2 separate regions of the Anser cygnoides genome follow, and region 2 is linked to region 1. A link is a contact called in public Hi-C data. All regions are on one chromosome and are shown on one strand. Each heading gives the region's core, a stretch centred on a gene start, on an enhancer-like site or on the middle of the called end of the contact. The rest is flanking DNA. Distances are from core to core; before and after follow the strand shown. Region 1 overlaps CCNY (cyclin Y). Region 2 holds the start of CCNY (cyclin Y).

Region 1 (7,772 bases), core at 1,863-4,362:
ATTCATTAACATACACCTTAGCTTGCAGAAAGCAAAATCTTACAAGTATAAAAGGACGTTTAAAGATAATCTGTATATTATCACTAGGCTTCTTAAAACTTAAATTTTGTTGATTGGGTTTTTGAAAAGCTAGGATCTTCAACAGTGTGAATTCATGCCAAGGAGTCCGTATATGATTTTTTGGATGGTTTTCTAGTGTTCATTAGTATTTATCACTACGTACACATAGTGATTTTGACAAGGGATAGGATTTTGACAAGGAAAGTGAAGATAAGGGAAGAAAATTATTACGATGTAAGCATGATGGCCTTCCAGTAAGAAGTGAGAAAAAGAAAAATCATTGTGTTGAAAAACTACTATACTTCTTCTTATCCTCCGAACCTTCCTTTTCTATTGGCAACTGACTGCACATTCCTTGTGCACATACACTTCAGGCAGCGTGTAACTTGACTGCAGTATCATAGTCAATCTATACCTGTTGGTTACAAAGCTTTGCAGTCCGTATACTCGTCAGCAAATGTACAAAATTCCCACCCATGTATTTTTTATTTCTCATATCTTGAAATCACTGTTTTGAGTATATCGTATGTCCTTGTATATGTATTGTGTAGGAGGATATCTAGATACTATACAATTTACGAAAGCTGCAAATTTATTTTTTTTTATTTACCTATTTATTTACATGCTTTTTACTGCACTGGTATGGGTAGTAATGTATTGATATAGCAAAGTATTCATGGAGTGGGAGCTCACATAGGGCCTCTGGTTCTATCAGGGATTTTGAAAAACATATTTGTTTCAGGTAGTGAAAAAGAAATGATGAACAATGTGAATTTTGCTTGCACGTCCTAGGGAAAAATTGCTATATTCTGTTCATCAGCTGATAGATGGCATGCTGAAGAAATCAGGTTTCTCATGTCTAGTTTTATATGATTGATACTGAAAAGCAAAAGAGAATAAGTTATCCATTTTTTTTATGTTAGGGTAATTTGCAGCAGTTATGAGAGATGTCTGACAAATTTAGGGCATGTATGAATGTGTTTTGTGTTTGCATAGCTGTGTGTGCAGATCCACCTAGTGGAGGTACAGCAAAAACTACAAGAATTTTTTTTTCCTGCTAGCTTTTCCTTTCCCAGATTGCATTAGCCAAACTAAGGGGCTCTTCTGCTCAGAAAAGTTTGTGTCTGGGTTTGATTGGCACGGCAGTAGCAGCTGCAAGCTGCAGCAGCTTTCATATTCCTCACTGACGTACACGTGCTCACAGAAGTTGGTAGACTAGGTCAAACTTTAGGCTAGGATAATTGTGTCTGTCAAGAATAAGAAATTAATTTGGTTTGTACTATTTGCAATTTAAAATAAATTACATTCAGGATGCACAACCTGAAAAATGTTTTCACATTTATCTCCTTTCTACAGGAATGAGCTGGAACGCCAGTTTCTTGAGCTGTTGCAGTTCAACATTAATGTTCCCTCCAGTGTTTATGCCAAGTATTATTTTGATTTGCGTTCCCTGGCAGAAGCGAATAACCTGAGTTTTCCTTTGGAGCCCCTCAGCAGGGACAGGGCATGTAAACTTGAGGTAAGACACTTTCTTTTTAGATTGCCCAGAACTGAAATATATATATATATATATATATATGTATATGTCTATGTCTGTGTATGTATGTATAAGCATTTGGAATTTTTGCCCTTCTCTTTCCATCTCTTCCCAAATATTCCCATGTAATGGTAGAATGTGCCCCAATGTCCGTAACTGTTTTACTTGTGCTTTAGGTATTTGTAGATATGAGGGTAGCTTTCTGGCCCAATCTGTTTCATATCTGGTATTGCTTTCCATTTCTTTCAGCTCTAATTGTTGAAATTGGCCTTGTGAAAGTACAAGTTTTAAAATAACCCAGTTCTCAGTCTGGTTTTGTGTGTTCTTAAGACTGAGTATGGAGGACAGAGTATTAACAAGTACTGCTGAAAATAGCTATTCCGTGTGCTTGTTACCTGGTACTGCTGTATTTCACGTGAATCCAAGTCTGTTATCTCAGCAGTATTATTCTCAGTAACAGGACAGAAATGAGCACACTGTTACTGGATGAATCGTGAATCTTAGGAGACCTACATATGCCATGTGCATGAACCACTATGTCAGGTGGTCTGGACCTGTGAAATGCAGGGCACTGTGAATTCCCACAGACACTGGAGGAATTTAAAATCATCAGGCAATAAGTGGATACTTTACAGGACTAGAATCTTTTCTTTCTTGAGCTTTTTTAGATGAAGTTTTTTGAATATGGGCATTATTGCATGAATATGTACACATTTTGTTCCTAAATTTGAAGTCTGCTGTTAGCTGCTAACTGCTTTTAACGTTGGATGCCTTTAATTAGATAACAGCTTTACGCTGTAAGTTGTTCATCTGTGGATTAGAGTGAGTGTTGCATGTTTTGAAACTCTTACTGTTCCTGCAAAACAGTTTCTGTGGGGGAAATGATGCATGGGAAGATGAATTAACTTGTTTGCAGCAGTAATGGGAACAGAGGTATCTGGAAACTGGTGGAGAAAGAATCGAAGCAGATTTCACTAAATTTGTATTTCTTATTCTTTCTAAAAATTCTTTCTAAATTTCCCTGACGTTTCTAATAAGAATGTAATTTAATCCTTTGTATGAAGTGTGATGTAAATTTGCATCAGATTTTGTCTGTATTAAGGAGTCGGAGTAATAAAATATGGAAATTCATTGGGAATGTAATGAAAAGAGGTGCCTTGCTAAGTTATTAGATGTTAGGTCTTGATAATTATTGCCATTACGTATATTAAAATTAAATGAATTACTTTTTGAAGAAAACTTAATGCACAACATCTCCGAACCCTTTCTGTGAGTTACGAATGAAGGTAATGAAGGTAGCTCCTAAAACCATGGAAGAAAAAACAGAAAATGGTTGTAAATACACAGAGAATACTGGTGGTTATTCTGAACTATCTAAAGATAATGCATATTTAAAAAGAAATAATGGAATATTTTTAAAGTAAATACACTTTATTAAAAATTTTCCCATGGTGAGGATGGTTTGTGCTGCTAGCATGAGGTTGCAGTAAAGTAACTGCTAGCCAGAGGGAGCCTCTGCAAGGAAGAGTCTCTGCTGTGAAAACACCGTGGTTTTACCAGCTCCTTGCCTCTGTTCCGTGGCCCCAAGGAAGGGAACTTGATGGGAACTGCCTTGTTCCCTGGTAATATTGGTTGTCATTAGTGTACCCTTGAAAGCAGCTGACAGCATAATTTATAGCCTAATTCCTTGAGCACAGTTAAGCATATAGCTTGCCAAGAGTTATCAAAATGCATTTACAAAACTTTTCCAGGTCTGTCATGTGCTTCTCAGCCCCGAGTTCTCTATTTTTGAAACTGAGAGAAAAGCTGCAGTCTGTGGTTAAAGACAGCAGACTCACAGTAAATGTACGTATGCAGAGGAATGATTTGCCATGCCTGGTAAATTGAAGGGACTTTGCTCAGTTCTAAGATTTAAAGCAACTTACTGACATTTGATATCACAAAAGGTCTTGTGTAAAGAGGTGGTTATATTATAAAGCATTTTTGCTACATTTGCATTTTACAGCTGTTATATATCTGAGGCCTCTTGGTATTAGAGCTCTCATGGCAGATTCTCTGTCTTACTATTTGTTCGAATATCAACAAGTTGATTTACCTGGGACCAAAAAAAAAAGCAAGGCAAGGCTAGGAAATACTGCTGCTTGTCAGTGGTAATGCTTGACAAAGATCCATCAGATCTGAGATGCTACGAGAGGCATAGCCCGTGGCCTAAAAGTGTCCTGAATTTGTTATACAAGTCCAGCTGGTAGTCAAGAACCATTTTTGTGTCACCCCTTTCTTTTTTTTTTTTCCATTGTGTGAAATCATGCAAGTTAAAAATGGCACACAGCCTTTCATCAGATCATGCAGTCTGCTCACCTGCCAGTGCTCCTCCGTGTTCAGAACAGCACATCTTGCAGTGCGTTTTCTCCTTGCTTCTAATTGTGTCAAATGTCAAGGTCTCCTTTGCTTCTCCTGAGAAATTATTTTCTAACATGGGAGATTTTTCTGCCAAGAAGATTGTCAGATATCCAACCTTAATCCACTGTTTTGTAATTTCCTACTTGTGCACCTGGTTTTTGTCCCATGTACTGAGCTAAATGTGACTCAGATCCTGCTCTTTTGGTAAGTCCACAAAACATGCCTACCCTATTTCTGCTTGTGATCTTAGCGCTGTACTCATTTCCAGACCAGATTTTTGTAAGAGCATTCGTTAGTGCACTCTCAGTGTATTGGGCTGTGTTGTCTCTGCTTTTTATTATTAGGATAGCACTTGAGGAATAACTCTTTGAACTACGTGCTGTCTTTTCTTGACCCTAAAGAGGTGCTATCCCATAGATCAGACAGATATAAAGAGGAGGGAAAGATGTAAGTTACAAGTAGAGAAGTGTCTTTATATCCCTCCGGCTTCCTGCTGTTGCAGTGGTTGATTGCAGCCCTGCATGTCCGGTGTGTTCAGAACCTCGTAGCTAAAAGGTGAAGGGAGAGCAAAACTCCTCAGATTTTTCTGTCAGTAGTAAAGTGATTGTTTTTCTTTTCATTCTCCCAAAGTTAGGGAGAACCCTCTTCATCACAACTTCTAGTCATCTGTTTTTACATAGTCTGTCCAGACTCAGTTTGGCCTCTCCCTGCAAAGTTCTCTGGGTTGTCTGTTTTAGGGAGCATTGCAGCCTTCGCAGCTGAGTGCATTTGTGCATTTCCAGCAACAAAGGTAAAACCCACGCTCCTGCTTTCCTGCCCTGCACAATGATGTCCATGCAGGAAAGATTTATCCTACTGCTGCGTTTCTACCCTGTCCCTTCTCCTCATCAGCCCCCTTGGGCAGTGACAGTCTTCTCTAGGTCCATGCAACTCAATAGAGGAACTGACTTCTACTTCTGTGTGTGTGTATGTATGTATATATATATAATGAATAATATATATGTATGCATATTTCTAGCTAATTACAGATATTACAATCAAGTCTCCCCAAAATTTCATATAATATAATGGTGTTGCTGTTTTTCATAATGCTTTGATTTGGTTTCATTAGAGAAAAGGTCCCTTGCAGCAGTCAAAAACTAATTTCTTCTTCTGGCTTTGAAAGCAACATATACCAGATGACAGAAAGGTGTTGTGAGCTACTTGGATTTATTTTAACTGAAAGGCAGTAGTAAATAATTACAATTTTCTGCTTTTGTCTTGTTTCTCCATATGTTCCAAGATGCTATAGTTGACTTGTCAAATAGGCTCCAAATGTTGGGTTTATAAATTAGTTGCAAATGAAGTGGCTTCAAACCGCAGTCAGTGTGCTTCATATCTACATGAGTAATCACCGGGGACTGGAGTTGCCAAATGTTAGGTGCCACTTCCAAGCAAAATTTCATATTGTCTGACTGAGTGCCAGAACAGGAATTTTGCTGTGAAACAGGCAATTTTGACGTGATTACTTTCCCTGTTTAATGCCTACGATAGCAGCCTGGTTTGGCAGCTGCAGGAAGCTGACCTCCTCCACTGAACACCTGTTTGCCAAGCCACACCTTGGCACATCATCCCGTGATCAAACTGTTTTCGTCTACTGGATTTAAAATCCACTTGAATTGTATAAACATTCTTAGTGCATTGAGTTCCTGGTTACATTAAATAAAATACTACTAAGCAGTTTTGAGTGAGTTAAGTTATGGTCTATAAAGCAACAGGAATATTTGTGTTACTTTATTCTGTTCTCTTCTTGAGCGCTAAGCAAGTTCAAGAATGGTCATAGCAAAAGGAAATTCAGTTTCCAACTGAAAATAGCAGCAACTAGTTTCCAGGTGGTTTTCTTTCTTTGTTTTAATTTAAGTATGTTTTGTGGCTGGCTGGAACAAAGCGTTAGGTGAACTCGCTTTTAGAGGCATGAGTTGGGTGCTTCTGTCAAAACTGCCTCTGATCTTTGCAGAACTGTTCACTCCTACAACTTGCTGTGCTGTAGAAGTAAAAATCAAGAAAAAGCACAATGCTCAGAGTCAGACCATTTTATTTATATTACTTTCTTTTATAACCAAACACTTGTACTGTTATTGTTTGTGCCGTACTTTTTATTACACAAGCTATCTTAAGATAGCACTTAAAAGCATTCCACAGTAAATACAAATACTGTTTTCCTTCATCTCATTTTCTAAGTTGGCTTGAGTACTCTTTGGAATGACCTTTCTCTGCAGCTCTGTGTTTTTAAATGCCAGAGTTAACATCCCTACTGATGGAAACCATAGCCTCTCCCAACCATATGAATGCTTAGAGTTGAGTTATGTATGGTACATAATGTACATTCGTTTTAAACTTGGCTAAAAACAGTAGGAACATAAAAATGTTAACTCCTGTGTAGTTTAGTAAGTCTCAGCATTTGAATAATCTTTGTATCTCTCTTTAAAAAGGTTTTTAACATTTCTGTGTATTTTTAATGCTAATAAAGTTATTCTTGATATGAGTGACATTTTCCACAAGCAGCTTAAGACAGCCTGTTCACATAGAAATCACCATCTCCTGCCGTTGGGGTTCTTCAGAAATGCAGGTAGACATCATTTGCATGAGCAAAGCAGGGCAAGTATTCTGACAGACCATTCACCACTGGAGGAAAACATATTTGTTATGAGACTTTAGGAAAGAAAAAAATTAAAAGCCGTTCTCTTCCCAAACTCTCCAAATACGCTGACAATTTCTGTAATTTTCTATGAAGTTTTCCATAATTTTTCACCCATGAAGTGCTCTATTGATGCTACTTACAGCAGTGGGTAAGCACAGCTACCTTGGCTAGATTTGCGATGGTTAACCTGTAAAGAAAAGGTTTGGCATACGCTTACTGAAACCTTTGAAAGCAAATATGGTGGGCAAAGCAATGGCAATGTGTTGAGTATTTTAAGATTAACGAAATGAATAAGAGAATTTGGGGAGAAGTTCTTCACGTGCTTTGTTTAATGAAGCACCATTTTGTAGTTCTGTCTATGTATAGAAATCCACAGTCAGTTCTTTATTACTTGTACAGCTGTGGCCACTGCAACTGAGGTTTCTTCCTTCTCTCCCGTTACAGGCCATTTCCCGCTTGTGTGAAGATAAATACAAGGACTTCAGGAAATCTGCAAAGAAACGGTCAGTCAGTGCTGACAATCTGACTGTGGTTAGATGGTCGCCTGCTATTATCTCCTAACAGAGGAGACTGGAATATTCCCACGGACGTACTGTTTCATCCATCCAATTTTTTTCGGGGTGGGTTGGGGGGAAAAAAGAAAAAAGACTTTTGATTTTTTTATTTTTGAATCTGTCGAGCTGCCTTTACAGTGCCTCCCCATTGTGTAGCACACGAGCAAAATACCTAGCAGAAGTTGAAATGGAGAAGTCAAGTGTTTGGGATAGAAGATGGGCAACAATCTTTTTCTCACTTTCACTAACAGCTTTACCCTTTCTGTGAGGAAACAGCAAATCAGGTGCTTGGAAGAAGAAACAACAAACGAAGTAGAGGCAGACAAATATTTAAGAACTGTGCCATTTTCCAATATGCTGTACTTTTGAAGAGAAATGAACCGTGTAGTCAGATGACTGTGCACTAGAGGAGTGACGTTGGAGAGTTCCATCTTAAAGGTTTCTCTTAATACCTTTCTCAATTTTTCTTTTTGCATTCCTCATTGCTGCTTCCCAGGATAAATTCTTCCCCTTGCACAGCAGCAAATACCAAGTCTGTATT
Region 2 (7,743 bases), core at 3,511-6,010, 120 kb before region 1:
TTTGTTACTGCTTTCCTCCCCTGCCAACCGGCAGCTCTGTGCTGTACGGGTGATCTTCCCTCGTGTGCATAATGCCCGGGCTTCTGGCTGCCTCCACACACAGATCTTAACTTGTTCCATCCCTGGAGAGGTACAAAAAATATGAATGGTTAAGTGTATATATAAATATTCCAGTGTAGCTGTTCTTCAAATGTTTCACCCAAAACGATACTCAGCCTTTCCCTAATTGAGGGAAACTGCCTATTTCTGCAGTAATTTCAGTTTGGTGAGAGAACTGGCAATAATATTCCAGATAATATATTATCTGGCTATGTATGTTTAGGGAAGTACTCTAATGCCTGCCTGAAGGTGTGTCACCTTCATTCCTGAATCCCCTATTTCCTCCTGCTTAGCAAATGAAAATGGCTAGGATTCTCCAGTTGTCACACACTTCAGAGCAGGACCGTGACTTTGTGCCCTGATTTACTGCCTAGAATATTACCTCTTCCGTAGCTGGCAGGAGATTAACATCCTAATTCATGCACTGCAGTTAAATACATTTAGTAGGTAACCTGAATTTTGCCCTTTGCATTCAAAAGAAATCTTGATTTACTCTACATACTGCTCTCAGATTCAGAAAAGCTGCTTACTCGCCAAGTAAAAGTGCTGTTCACCAAAGGGCTGCCTTCAGTTGATGAGAATTCATTTGAAATGTTTTCAGTTAGGTAACACTGAGCAGGGACTCCATAACTTACATAATTCTTGTTGAGTCTTGATGTCTTTCCTGTGACCGGTCACTGCGGGATCACTCTGCCAAGTACCCCAGAAACCTCCAGGTGCCTCTGATGACAGCATAATGGTTGGAGTAGGCATAGGAAGGGCTCCAGATAAGTTGTGACACGGCTGAAAGGACATTTTTTGGCAAGCACTGAAATACTTCCTTCAAGAAAGAGAAGACTGCCTTAATCCTAGAAGAATCAACACCTTAAACAAAGGGGGAACGTGCCGCAGGAGTAGTCCACCTGAACCCACAGGGGTGGACATCTCAGTGAAGTCTGAGCCGTGATGGGTGAACGCGTCCTCCGGAGGAATGCAAAGACTTCGCCTTCCTGGTTGGGTCAGAATCAAGTACGAAGAACTTGCCTTGAGGAAGAAAGTCTTTTGCTGCCACTGAATTTGGGATTGCAACATAAATAATAAATAATAATAAAAAAAAATCAGAGGGTTGATAATTAACATCCCTCAGCTGTTCATCACTGCTGTGCTAGGTAATATTCTAGTCAAAATAAATTTAGGCATGATTGTAAACAGAGTTTAGGGTATGATTCAGTCAACCAGCCAGATCACTTTTCACATTTGTACATAGGAATGTTCATTTTAAGCTTTCTTTTAAAAAATCCCATACAACAATTAACCCTGTGATAAATTTGGCAATACAGCATTTTAGACTTTAATGCCTAAATTGTTAGTAGGACTCCTATTGAACATTAGGTGGCAGTGTGGGGAAGGTATTGTATGACAAATTTCTCAGAGTGTATCTGGAAGACAATCTGGAGTCAAAAGATCTAGCTGTCACCAATCCTTTATTTTAAAGGATTTTATTTTATTTTATTAACCTGTGTTTCCCATATCACTAGGTTTGCAAGCAGAAAGTAGTTCAGGGTTAAAAAATATTTACCACTTCTACGTACCCTAAATAGGTAAAAACCTTTTCTAAGCAAAACAGTGACCTACATCTGCTACACTTGTTGATGATGTACTAGGAAGACTTCAGGAACAAAATTTAATGGGTCACATTATTAACATTAAACCTATAAAAGTACATTGTCTTCCGAACAGTGGAGATTTAAAAATATCTTTATGCAGGAAGAAGCCCTTTGTAAACACAGGTAGCTCAGCACTGACCAATCTTGGCCTTAGTTTTAGGTGCTTTATGGTGTTCCTCAGCTGATGTATTAAGTTCCTCGGGAGGACAAACTCATGAAAATACATAATCTTAAACTTCAAGGACAGAATGATCTCCAAGCAAGGAAAGACACAAAAGATCATCTTTTGAAACACGACATCTAAGCAAGTCATGAGGTACAGTGAAGTGTTTTTGCTTTACAGTGCCAACGTTTATCAAATGATAATTTACATTATACACTTGATACAGCTGAAATTTGATACAGCTGAAATAAAGTTGTCACAATTGAAAACCAAACATGCTTTCCTGACGTATTTCATTTATTTACTTGTCTCAGCTCTCAGATACCAGCGTGAGACCATTACCCTAGAGGAGCGTTCCTTTTCTTTGACCTTCTCCGTAAGTAGGTATTGTAGCACCTTTGCCATTAGAATGTACTTCAGCAAGCTCTTAGGGCGAGAGGAGGAATAAAGGCATATGAAAAATTCAGAACAAGAGACTGCAAGTAGGAAAATAGGTTGCTACATAGTGATTACATGGTCACAACTGGTGATCACAAGTATTAAATATTTCATATTTTAAAACATTTTTAATGTTTACCTTTAGAGTATATGGACTGAAGTATAAATCATTTGTTTCTAATGAAGAAAACATCTTCTTTAGCTTCTCTAGTTAGATAAGAAGACTTTGCAATTAACCAACCTCCATCATTATGTTTTTGCCTGTTTTGTTTCAAAGATTATGAAAACTGTGGAATATGTACAACATAAAGATTTGACTAAGGATTTGTTATAATAGATTTAGAGATGTTAAAAAAAATCTAAATCATTAGGGGTTACGAAATGTTTGCTCTGTGCCCAAAAAATTAAGTGGTATTGGTACAGCAAAGCAAGGTAACACAAAGGCTTCCCCTGAAGGCAGTACCCAAGCACATGTTTAGAACACAATGCTGCTGGCACCTGAGGAGCAGTCATGGTGGGAGACTACAGGTCAAAACGGCTGTAAATGGGAAAGTGTCTGGATTCCTACAGGATGGTAGGATTTAACGGGGCAGGGCAGGGAGCCATGGCAGGCAGGCAAACAAGTACTTCTTCCACAGAAGCCTTTCTAGCCCTGTCGAACTCCTCCTGTGAGGTGTGCTAAGCTAGACATTTCACTAATGTTTTATTTTTCTATTTTATGTATCCTAGGATAGATTTGATTCTTGCAAAGTTGTGTTTGATTTTTTTCTGATGACTGCTTCTGACCATCTGTGACTTAATCGGCTCTGGCGAGGTGAGCATGGTTTATGCCATGTCCTGGTCCGAGCAGAAGAGTGGGCTGGCAGCAGGCTCGGGAGCAGCTCCAGCCCTCCAGCTGAGGAGCTGGGTACGCCTGATGGTTGCAGCGACCTACGTGGTGGTGGTGGAAAGGGCTAATTAACATTACATCCTACTACGGGACAATATTTCTAAGCTAGAGCACCAGCAAGTGCTTAATTTCCTTTCGTTTGGACACAGACTACAGAATACAGAAGACACTAACACACAAAAGATACTAAACGTATTTTTCATCTTGCATTACTCAAACACAAAAGGACAATGTAACAAACGTACATCGCCGCTTTGGGGTATCACAACATTATTTACAGAAACCCATCCTCAACGTGTTTTTTAAAATGTTATTTTTCTTTATTGTTTTGTACCCCACCAGAGTACATTTGTATCAAATAAACATTGAAGCTTGTTGAAAAATAAAAATGATTTTTTCTTTGCAATGTAGGGTCTGAAAAAAATTTAGTATGAAAACTTAAAGTCTTTCATGTAATTATCCAACTTGGGGCATTATTTATAAAGACACAGTTGTGTCTTTCTGTAATCGAATTATCAGTGTAACCATTTGACTAACGTGACTCAGACCTCCAGTAGTCATGAGATTTGCTTAGATTATAAAGATTAGAAAACAAAACTAATGAGAAACATCCCGAGTCTCCATCGTTAGGATTACACTGATACTGGAGAAAGGGATTTTGACTGGGAAAGCTCTGAATACATGGTAGGGGCACATCACCAGTCGGTTGCATGCTCTCCATCCCCTCTGACCACTCATCTGTGACCACCAGTGGAGTGGGGAGCTGGGGGTTGGCCTCTTCTCACAGGTAACTAGTGGTAGGACTAGAGGGAATGGCCTCAAGTTGTGCCAGGGGAGATTTAGGTTGGAAATGAGGAGACATTTCTTCTCAGAAAGAGCAGTCAGGCATTGGGACGGGTTGCCCAGGGAGGTGGTGGAGTCACCGTCCCTGGGGGTGTTCAAGGAAAGGTTGGACGTGGTGCTTAGGGACATGGTTTAGTGGGTGATACTGGTGGTAGGGGGATGGTTGGACCAGATGATCTTGGAGGCCTTTTCCAACCTGAATGGTTCTGTGATTCTATGAAAACCAAGCCCTCGCAGAATGGAGACGGTTGGACCAGATGATCTTCGAGGCCTTTTCCAACCTTTTCAACCTTTATGATTCTGTGATGCTCTGAATTCCTGAAGGAACCGAGGACACACCCCGCTGCTGGGGGACACGGAGCCGTTGGTGTGAGGGGACCCCGGCGGGGCAGCGCCTGCGGGGGGACAGCGGGGCTGACGGGGGGCTGCAGCCCCCAGGGCGTGCAACGCCGGGCGGGAGCCGCCCCCTCCGCCCCGCCGCTCCCTTCGGCCACCGCCGTGCTTCGTCTTCCCGTCACGTAAACGCACACGGGGCTCGGCACCGCCTGGCAGCGGGCAGGCGGCACGGCCGGGGGCCGCCCCTCAGCCCCCGCCGAGCCGGGCACGGCCGCCGGCCCGGCAGCCCGCCTGGCAGGAGGCGTCACCGCCCGCTTGAACCGGAACCGCTTGGCGGAGGCCGCCCGGGGCGGCTGCTGCTGCTGCTGCCGGTGCTGCCGCTGCGGCTGCCGCGGTGCCGAGGGGGTGAGGGGGGCCCGCGGGGGCGGAGGAGGAGCGCGGCGGCCCCGCCGCCCGGCGATGGGGCTGTGCCTCGGCCGGCCCTGCGCCGCCCGGCCGCGCAGCAGCGCTTAGCTCGCCCTCAGCTGCCGCAGCCCTCGCCGCGGGGCTGCCGCCTCGGATGACCCAGCGGCGGGATCCGCCGGCGAGTGCAGCCGCAGGGCGCCGCAGCCGCCGCCTCTCCCCATCCTCCTCCTCCTCCTCCTCGTCCTCCTCCTCCTCGCCCATGGCCGCCCGCCGCCCCCGCTGACCGGCCGCCCCTCGCCTCCTCCCCGGCCGGGGTCGGCTGGAGCAGAGAAGATGGGGAACACCACCTCCTGCTGCGTCTCCTCCAGCCCCAAGCTGCGCAGGAATGCCCACTCCCGGCTGGAGTCCTACCGCCCCGAGGCCGACCTGAGCCGGGAGGACACGGGCTGCAACCTGCAGCACATCAGCGACCGGGAGAACATCGACGGTGAGGGCGGCCGGGCGGCGAAACCCCGGGGGGCTCCGGTCCCTTCCCCTCGCCCTGCCCGGGCGCGGAGCCCCCGCGGTGTCCCCGCGTCCCAGCCCCGGCCGTGTGGTGCCGGGGTGCGCTGCCCGAGCCCTGCGGCACCTCGGCGGGGGTGCTGGGGGTCGCCTGGGCTGGGCCGCGCTGGGACGGGCCTGTCGCGCATATCGCCGGCCGCGGGCAGAAGCCGCGGGGCAGAGCCGGTGAGGCAGCAGCGAAGGCAAGAAGTGACCTCCGCGCTGCCGCCGTGACTCTTCCTGCCCGCGGTGCTGTCGCGATGAGGCGCGGCTGCTGGGCTCGCCCGCGCGTCGCTTCGCCCCCTTTCCCCTCAGCCGTGCCCTGAGGAGCCCCGGCCCCCCGCAGAGCCCAGCCGAACTCGCAGGCGCGGGTTAACCCGCACAGGCCGCTCGGGCTCTGGGTGCCCGCACCGTTCGTCCCCACAGCTTCACCTGGGGGAAGGTCAGCGGCGTCCCGGAGCAGTTCACATGCAGTGCTTTTGGTAGGGAGCCAGGAGGAGTGACTGTGGCGCGCCTCACTTTGCCTTCCAGGGTTTTGTTTTTTATTTTTTCGTAGCTTACGTGGTGGTGATTTTATTACGGTTTTGTGTTAGGTCAGTTCTTGGCACCGGTGAAGTTACGAAGTGCCTGGTAGCAGATGGATTCCCTCTCTGGTTAAGGCCATTTCTCTGAATTCTGGAATTTAATCCTGGAAATATGAATGTTTTTCAGATGTCTTCGCTGCACGCAGCTGAAAAATCGGAGTGTAATAGGATCAGTAGGTGGAAAAAAATACATAATGGTCTGGTCTGAGACAGTCAGGGAAATGAAAGAACCAATTGTTGATCTATGAATGATTAATTCTTCCAGCAGCAGCGTTGTCCAGCGTAGCAGTGTGCATCTATATCTACAGCAACAGATCCTGCAGTAAAGTTTTTGGTCAGATGAGTGGATGAGTGTGGGCTTTGTGCCTTGTTCTTGAAGCTTTTTTTTTTGTTGGTTGTTTCCCATGGATGGAAGAAGGGTATAGGTGAAAATAGTAAGGCATGTGTGCTTGCTAAAATGAGCATATAATGCAGATAACTTTCTGTATCTTGGTAATTATATCAAGAAACAATCTGTGTTGGTTGGTTTGTTTGTTGGATCAAGGCACATGTCTGCTTTGTCTCCCTTTAAACCGTGGTATGTTTCAATCCTGGGGTTGGATTTTTAGTGTTCTAACAAGTTACATTTGTATTAATAATTTTTAAATGTTTTTTTGTTGTTGTTTGTTTTTTTGTGTGTGTTTTTGCTATTTGTCTAAGGCTGCTGTTGGTGAAATGCCGTGTTTTCAAATGGGCAAGCTGTCTGATTCTTGAAAAGACCAAACAATTACGAGTTTTGTTTTTGTGCCTTGCTCTAATCTTGCTGCCCTTTATGGGTAGGGGCCACAAAATAAGATGTCACTGAGGAGACTGGTGGTCAGTAAATGTCCGTAGACATGAAACAACTGGAGATGATAGCTGGGTAAAACAGCTCTTTGGAGCGTGCTTTGTTGCAGAGCTGCTACCCTGGAGTCATGCTCGCTGCAGGTCTTTTAGGCAGAGGTGGCAGGCTGATTGCTAAGGGTAGGAAGGTGATACTGTGATTCTGAAATTTTATTTCTTGTTAGACTACCTGTTACGTTTTTGTGGTCAAGTTGCTTGAAGTTATACGGCACACGCATGTTTACAGACGAGTCACAGGGGTGAAAAAAAACTGCTTAATAGGGAGCTATAATATTTTTTTTTATCATTTTACAATTGCATGAAGATATTTGAACAAGGGAAGAACAATAGCCTGCTTATCTGTGTCGTGCAGAGAAAATGCTGGGTGCTGATTCCTTGATATTACCACAGATCGTGAACTATTTCCAGGAGTTTCTCGAATTGCTAGCGTTTGCCAAATGTACTTTTTTTTTAAGCAAGTGATGATAGCGACTGATGCACTGAACGAAAACGTTTCTGACACTTTTACTTCATATTTAGTTTTCTTGCTGCTCTTCAAATGAGAACCCTTCCATCCAGCCCAGTGCCAGTGCCAGAGGCTGCCAGGCACAAGAAGTGCAAATTCACGTCTCTGGCGAGCCCCGGCTCTGCGAGCGCTGCTTCCAGGAGCTGAGCGGTCGTGACATGCAGCGGCTGAGTTAACTTGGTTCACGTGGAAGTTCCCTTCATGCTCATGTTCAGCGAAAGTCGTGACACTCTTTTTTTTTTTTTTTGAGTGGGTAAAGCTGCATGAATAGAACAGGAACTTTTAAAGCCTTTAAATCACTTGTGGGCCGTTTCTAAGTTTTTAAGAGATGTGTGGTTTTCCTTGTTGCGGACCCTGTTCCTGGCAGTATCAGAGGGAGAGGGGAAGAAGAGGGAGGAGTGACCCAGCTCCAA

What was found. A called contact is a pair of places that touch in the nucleus more often than the background predicts.
Region 2: a contact with region 1 is called in a Hi-C map of liver, with 6 times the contacts expected there. The contact joins the promoter of CCNY here to the enhancer-like site in region 1. A contact is called at or near these places in 4 of 7 Hi-C or Micro-C datasets (granulosa cells and liver).

Annotation. Positions count from the first base shown.
Region 1 is chr2:14,540,406-14,548,177 of Taihu_goose_T2T_genome, reverse strand. It overlaps CCNY (cyclin Y), which reads left to right. Exons shown (of 10, transcript XM_048076573.2): 9 at 1,417-1,579; 10 at 7,122-7,772. The coding sequence ends at 7,238. Among named protein-coding and RNA genes, the nearest start is that of GJD4, 20 kb to the right of the region's middle. Within about 2 kb of position 3,112, at least 1 of the 3 cell types and tissues checked has open chromatin away from gene starts, as enhancers often do.
Region 2 is chr2:14,662,444-14,670,186 of Taihu_goose_T2T_genome, reverse strand. CCNY (cyclin Y) reads left to right here and starts at 4,760. Exons shown (of 10, transcript XM_048076573.2): 1 at 4,760-5,306. The coding sequence starts at 5,153.